Linked DNA regions of Mus musculus: region 2 is linked to region 1. A link is a contact called in public HiChIP or PLAC-seq data. All regions are on one chromosome and are shown on one strand. The core of a region is the stretch at or near the end of the contact, and the rest is flanking DNA. Distances in the headings are between cores, read along the strand shown.

Region 1 (3,157 bases), core at 599-3,098:
GGGGCTTGGATAGATGGCTCAACGGTTAAGAGTGCTTGCTATTCTTTCAGAGGACCATAGTTCAGTGCCCAGTGTCCATATCAGGCAGCACACAGGAACCACCAGGAACTCCAGTTCCAGGGCATCTGATACTCCCTTCTGAAATCCTCTAGGCCCTGCACTCACACATGCACATTCCCACACACAGATTCCAACATGTACACATAATTAAAAACTAAAAATAAATACTAAAAATTTCTATTGGCTTTCACAGAGTATGGGTCAAAATGGAGCTACACTTTATCTTCCCACAGTCTGAGAATCTGAGGCACACACCATGCTTTTAAGGTACCACTGCTATTGAAAAGGAGCAGATGTTATTATTCCTTTCTAATAAAAGGAGAAATGACTCTTTGAAGAATGAAAATGATGAATCCAAACACCAGTGAACAGTCCACAAAACCAGAAACGAAAGCAAGACCTTCAGTGGCCGTGCCCTATTAATCACCGAAGGTAGTACACAGCTTAGGTCATTAGAGATGGAGATTTTTATGGATAAAGCACAAGGAAATAAAAGAACGTTGACTTTAGACTTATGGGGTTTTTTTTTTGTACTTGTGTGTATCTGCATGTTCTTGCACATTTGTGAAGGCACATGGAAGGGTGCACACGCATGCGCAGGCTGAGGTTGCTGTCGAGTCATCATCCATTGCTCTCCTGCCTCACTCACTGTGCGGGATCTCGAAGCTGAAGCCAGAGCTGTTGAATGTGGCTAGTTTTGCTAGTGACCATCTTCTGGAAATCTTGTTTCACCCTTTGCCTTTGAAGGCTGGGACTACAGGTGGGCCACCACACACACCCCACATTTTATGTGGGTTTCTGTTGATCTAAACTCTGGTCTTCACCCTTGCAAGATAAATGCTTTAAGAAGAGCTATCACCCCAGCGCCTTAATTTTCCTTATCCTACTAATTAATTACTCATGTGTTTGCAGACCACCCCATCCCATTCTTTGTCAAGGCATCAAAAAGGAATACTGTTGGAGCCTCCTCTCTGTGTCCACAGTAGATTGGTTCCAGGTTCTCTTTAGATACCAAAATCCACAGTCTGTTTATAAAATAGTGTAGCATTTGCAGACAGCTTGTGCACATTCCACCAGCATGCTTCCAATCACCTCTGGTTAATTTATATCATCGGGCACAACATAAATGCTATATACACAAGTTAGGAAATGGTAGTTGCACTGCGGTGCTTAAGGGATATGGCAAGAGGAAAGACTATACCTGTTCTTTACTGACAACACTGTTTTTCATGTATTTTTTTTTAAATACAAAGTTGGGTGAATCCATGGATACAGAATCTAGAGATAGATGTGAAGGGCAGAACACGCAAGGTTATCCATGTAAAAGTTATGAATAATTGCAGTTTAAAAGTAACCCCAGGGGCTGGAGAGATGGCTCAGTGGTTCCAAGTACTGGCAGCTCTGGCATGTGGCTTCAGTTACCAACACCTACATGGTGGCTCACAATCATCTATAACTCAAGTTCCAGATGATCTGACACCTTCTCCATGGTCTCCATGGGCACCAGGCATGTGCATAGTGAACAGACCAAACGAAATGTAGGCAAAACACCCATACACACAAATCAAAACAGTCAAGATGTCCTCAAACACTTGGTGACTATCAGTGATTTTGCATCTTACGTTAGTAGCTAAATACACAAAAGAAATTCTACCACCAAAATTTTAAGCTGAGCTATGCAGCATCTCCTCCCTTGCTGTTGACAGAAGGCATTCCCTGACGAGGCTGAAGCCAGACCTGGGCAGGATGCCTGCATAGCCAAGTGAGCTCTGGTTTTGAGCAAGAACTGATAGCTCTCAGTAAACAGTCAAAGACGTGAATGGCCCTCTGAGTCACTCCCTTCTCACATACACAGTGCACATTGATGTGATTCATTCCTGGGTTTCCTTCCAAAACCTGGGTCTTCAAACTGCCTCTGCAGAAACTGGCTCTTAGCCTGCACTTGTTCTCATTGAAAGAACAAGTTGGGAAGAGGCTGGTCGACATCTTTTAACCATTTTCCCAAGTAACACATGAATTTCCCCTTTTCAATGATCTGCCCTGCGGAGGTAGCTCACAGGACACTTGCTGTCAACACGAAGGAGCCTGGGTCCAAATCCCTAGCACCCACATACATGGCTGGACATGGCTACCTGCGCTTGACACCCCAGGTTTTTGGGGGGTGAAGACAGGCAGACTGTTGGAGCTCAGGAGTTTGCTAGCCAACCTGCTTAGACCAAGCAGTGACCTTCAAGTTCAGTGAAAGACTTTGTCTTTAAAAATTAAGGTGGAGGGACTGGAGAGATGGCTCAGTGGTTAGCTCTGACTCGTGGTTAGCTCTGACTCCTCTTTTAGTGGACTGTCTGCAACTCCAGTTCCAGAGAGTCTGGCATCTTCTTCTGGACTTTCCCAGGCACCAGGCACACAAGTGGTACACAAATATACAGACAGGGAAGTACTCATGCACATAAAAATACTCACAAGGTAAAATTTAAAAATTAAATAAAGAAGTAAGATATCAATAAAGGAAGACGCCCTGTACCCCTCTCTGCTCCCTGCATGCATAAGCACAGGCTTGTGCACTGGTGTGTGGGGCAATGGGCTGTGCACAGACAGCTTGGTCTCCAGTCCAGTTGAGAGGTGGAGCCCTGGTAGGATCCTGTGGTGATCATTTTCACCTACATGAGATGGAAGGCGTTCCTTCCCGTCTCCTGGACTCAAGGCTCCTGTGAAGGTACCGCCCCCTCAGCACCCACAGGAGAAGCATGTGGCTAAGCAGTTACTAGACAATGTCCCAAGCTTCTGACCTTCAAGCTAGACTCCTCCCAGTTACCTAGCAACAGCAAGATAACAAGCCCACTATAAGAGGTGCTGCTTGGCCCCTCCTTGCTCTCTTAAGCTTTTACTTTCCTTGCTCTCCTTCTTACTCTCTCTCTCTCTCTCTCTCTCTCTCTCTAAGCTTTCTTACTCTCTAGCCTTTCTTCTCTCTCTCCTTTTCCCCTTCTCTTCTCTTGGTCATGTCCGGTCTCTCTCTCTCTCTTTCTACCTTTTCTCTTTCCCCCTGCCTTTCTACAATAAAGCTCTAAAACCATAGACTGTCTCTGTTCATCAAGGCCCG
Region 2 (3,388 bases), core at 862-3,361, 160 kb before region 1:
GAGGCTAAGCCAGATGGAAACAGGTCTTGACCATTATTTATGAGTTAGGGCCTCACTATGTACCTCTGATCAGAGGCACTGGTCTTTAATCATTTGTCAAGTCCTAAAACCAGACCTTTCTTTCCATATCTGTTAGAGGTTATGTCTCTACTCTGGAGACTTACACAATTCTGCTCAGTTCATGAAATGACCACCAGACTACTGCTGGTGGCTCATCAAGGCTCCTATAAGTTTAGGATCTATTCCCTCTGATCAGTTCACGTGGACAATAGACAGACATGGTTCCTGTCTTCATAGAGGACTCAAGATAGAAGGGGAGGTGAACACGGACCCACCCAGCAGTCAGAGATGAGGCTTGGAGCTTGGGAACATGGGGGAAAGAAGCCATTAGCAATAGCTGAAATGGGCCAGGCAGGCTTCAGTGAGTGCTGGGAGCTAAGATAGCTGAGGTTCACTGGAGCTGGGGTGGGAGTGAGGCCGCCAAAAGGAGGAAGGGCACACACAGCCTATAGCTGCCATGGGGTCCTGTCATCCTTGGAGCTGAGGCTAGTGTGGCTGATTCAGCCAACCTTCCAGTACCCACACCCAGACCCGGGGGACCTTATCTGTATAGCCCAGGCCTAGAGCCCAGGGCAGAGAGGGTGGAGATACGTATGCTTAGTAGTACCTGTTGACTTTAAAGGGGTTGAGCAAACGTCTTGATTAGTAAGTGCTAAAGAGTCTCTTTATCAGAGTTGCTACAGCACATACCCCTGAAGGTCTGGGCAGCGGACGGTGTCTAAGGAGGGACATACACCCACATGCACTGGCCACTCCTCTCCATGCTGCACAGCATCACAAAGCAAGCGCCCAGCAGCCCAGCATGCACTTTGCAGGAGCCGCCCTCCCCTCCTCCCACAGGCAAGTGGATCATCAGACCTTAGGGATTCTTTAGGGTCTGGACAGAGGGGCCATCCATGGATGGAATCCCTGGAAGGGAACTTCAAGGAGGGACTAGAGAGAAACACGAAGATGGAGTCTGAACACTATGTGAAGGGAGAGGATGCCAAATGGAGGCTTGGCCTGAGCTAAGGTGTGGAGAGGGGATTTCTCAGGTGCAGAGAGCAGTCGCCAGGGTGGACGGACTGAGGAGAGGAGCTCTAGAGTAACAGCCATAGAAAAGGGAGCTGTGTGAACACCACCACCCACTCACGCAAACAAGCAAACAACAAACAACAAACCACAAAGCAGTCGGGGGAAGTCTCACCTGTTCCTCTTTAACCTCAACGAGCTGACCTGTAAAAGTTCATGTGTGCGTGTGTGTGTGTGTGTGTGTGTGTGTGTGTGTGTGTGTGTGAGAGAGAGAGAGACAGAGACAGAGACAGAGACACTGACTGACTTTGTACAGGTCCCGTGGTGTGGTTTCTTCAGAGGTGCTATTTGCTCTGCAGTGTGGTCTAATCTCAGTTCAGAGCCTCTTCATTACACCTCTAGATTTACTTCATCAGAGGCTATGTGCTTGTGGGGAGTGGTGGGTACAGGTGACTGTCTCTAGTCTTCTGTAAGCTTCTCCAGTCCTTTCTCAGTGGACATGTAGTGAGATGAATGGAAGGAATACTGGTTTGTGGTATAGATGACCCATTTCACTTATTTATAAGTAAGATGGTTTCTGTTAGTGGGTCTCAGTGATCACTGCCAAGCAGAGTTAGTAAACTCTGGTTTTCTTTCTCTGGTTTACTATGAAACTCAAACTTCAGATCTCATGGAGGCAAATGACAGGTACATCGGGCAAAACACAGGAGCTCTGCTGGAGCTAGGGGTGACCCTGGCTAGACACCAGAGCAAAACAAAGCTTTTATTCTTATCTTAGGTCCTGAGCAGAACTAGGGTTTGGCAGCTCCCCAAGGGAGCTTAGGGCTTGGCTAGGCAAGTGCTCACAACCACCCACAAGACCCCAAGTGATCCTCTAGATTGGGCTCATGGCTGAAGCTCTGCTCTTTTCCAGAGCAGTGCCCTTAAGTGAGAAACAACCCTGGAGAGATAAAACTGAAAGCAAACAGCTGCCCTGCCCGGTGAGGCTGCCTGGACGGCTGCCTCAGAGGTTGTGTGAGGGCTCTACACAGCTGCCACTGGGCTCAACTTTCACCCCCTTGGCTGGCTGCCTTTCTCTGGGGCGGCTCCCACTATCCACTCCTAAGGTAGCAACAAGGACTTCCCAGACACTGAAGACAGCAGAGAACTCAGCAGCCACAGCTATGAGTCGGGGGAAGTGGGGACAGGACACTCAGACCAGAGTCCCAGCCCTGGGCAGAAGATTGAAATTTAACCAAGCCAGTTACAGCATGGCTGGCCCCCCCCAGCTCCCTTCCCATCCCTGTTAGCACTCTCCCCATGGGGCTCTTCTACCTAAGTATTCCCTCTGTGCCTTACCACCTGGCACTTCTGTCCTTCTGAGAAGCCGTTTCTAACAGGGCCAGCCCACAGGGTTCCTGTTTACACTGTCACTGGTCCCCAGTTTCCACAATGAAGAGCCCAGGAGAGCCAGACAGACTCCTTAGCACGCTAACCAGTGCTGACTAGTGGGAAGTTTCCAAAGTCCAGACTCCATAGAGTCAGTGCCTGGCAGAGTTCCTGGACCCTGCTGCACACCAGCCTGCTCAGGTCTTGACAGGCATAGCACATGCCGGCAGGTCTACAGACCTTACCTGGGAGGTAAACACTAACTTGCGGTTTGGGTCAGGCTAGGTACCAACTAGTTCTGCCTTCTTTCCAACTCCTGTATATTCTCACCCAGGTTACTCATCTTCTTTCAAAAGTTTCAGGTAGCCTTTAGCAGAACCTTCCTGTGACCTTTAGGTCTTTTCTTGAATTCTGCAGAGTGCTAGGGACTTGGTGGTTCAAAGAAAATGAAACAGGTCAGGATCTTTGTTAACAGGAGGAGCAAAGCCATAAGGCCAGAGCCACAGTCATGAGGGCCCTGGGCTTCAGGAAGTTCCCTTGGACCTGTCTCCCTTCTGGTATGATCTGGTGAAGCTCTGCTGGCAGCTATGCAAAGGCCATAGTTCCAGTCAGATGCAGGGAAAGACAGAACCACTGGCCCCTTACCCAGGGAGCTTGCGTTCCACAGCAGAGGCAGCTCTTCAGAACAGACCAGATCGGAGCGTGCCTGTTAAGAGGCCACCCATGCTGGAGCCCTTCACCCATGTTCCTCTAAGTACCCACAGTAAAATTCATGGCTCACCAGATTGGACTTTGGTGGTATCCAAGCTTTGGTCTGTTATAGTATACCTATCTGGGGTGAATAGATATGTGTTCTGTCTCCTCAGGAAACGTTTTGTTATACACAATAAAATGGGATCTACAAATGGAGATTCAAGGCTGGACTTCTCCCTCCCTTCCCCTCTCCCTC

What was found. HiChIP or PLAC-seq counts read pairs in DNA pulled down with a chosen protein or histone mark.
Region 2: a contact with region 1 is called in a FOXA1 HiChIP or PLAC-seq map of pancreatic cancer cells. The contact joins two enhancer-like sites. A contact is called at or near these places in 2 of 115 datasets of contacts at active chromatin or transcription factors (embryonic stem cells and pancreatic cancer cells) and 3 of 9 other capture datasets (adipose tissue, liver and pancreatic islet).

Annotation. Positions count from the first base shown.
Region 1 is chr7:100,301,237-100,304,393 of GRCm38.p6, reverse strand. All of the region lies in intron 5 of P4ha3 (procollagen-proline, 2-oxoglutarate 4-dioxygenase (proline 4-hydroxylase), alpha polypeptide III), which reads right to left. Among named protein-coding and RNA genes, the nearest start is that of P4ha3, 17 kb to the right of the region's middle. Within about 2 kb of position 1,848, at least 85 of the 459 cell types and tissues checked have an H3K27ac peak or open chromatin away from gene starts, as enhancers often do. A contact at or near this core is called in pancreatic cancer cells, where this site is marked.
Region 2 is chr7:100,464,579-100,467,966 of GRCm38.p6, reverse strand. The region is part of intron 32 of C2cd3 (C2 calcium-dependent domain containing 3); the gene reads right to left. It overlaps Gm10603 (a long non-coding RNA gene), which reads left to right. Exons shown (of 2, transcript XR_001778233.2): 1 at 1-3,388. Among named protein-coding and RNA genes, the nearest start is that of Gm10603, 3.1 kb to the left of the region's middle. Within about 2 kb of position 2,111, at least 171 of the 459 cell types and tissues checked have an H3K27ac peak or open chromatin away from gene starts, as enhancers often do. A contact at or near this core is called in pancreatic cancer cells, where this site is marked.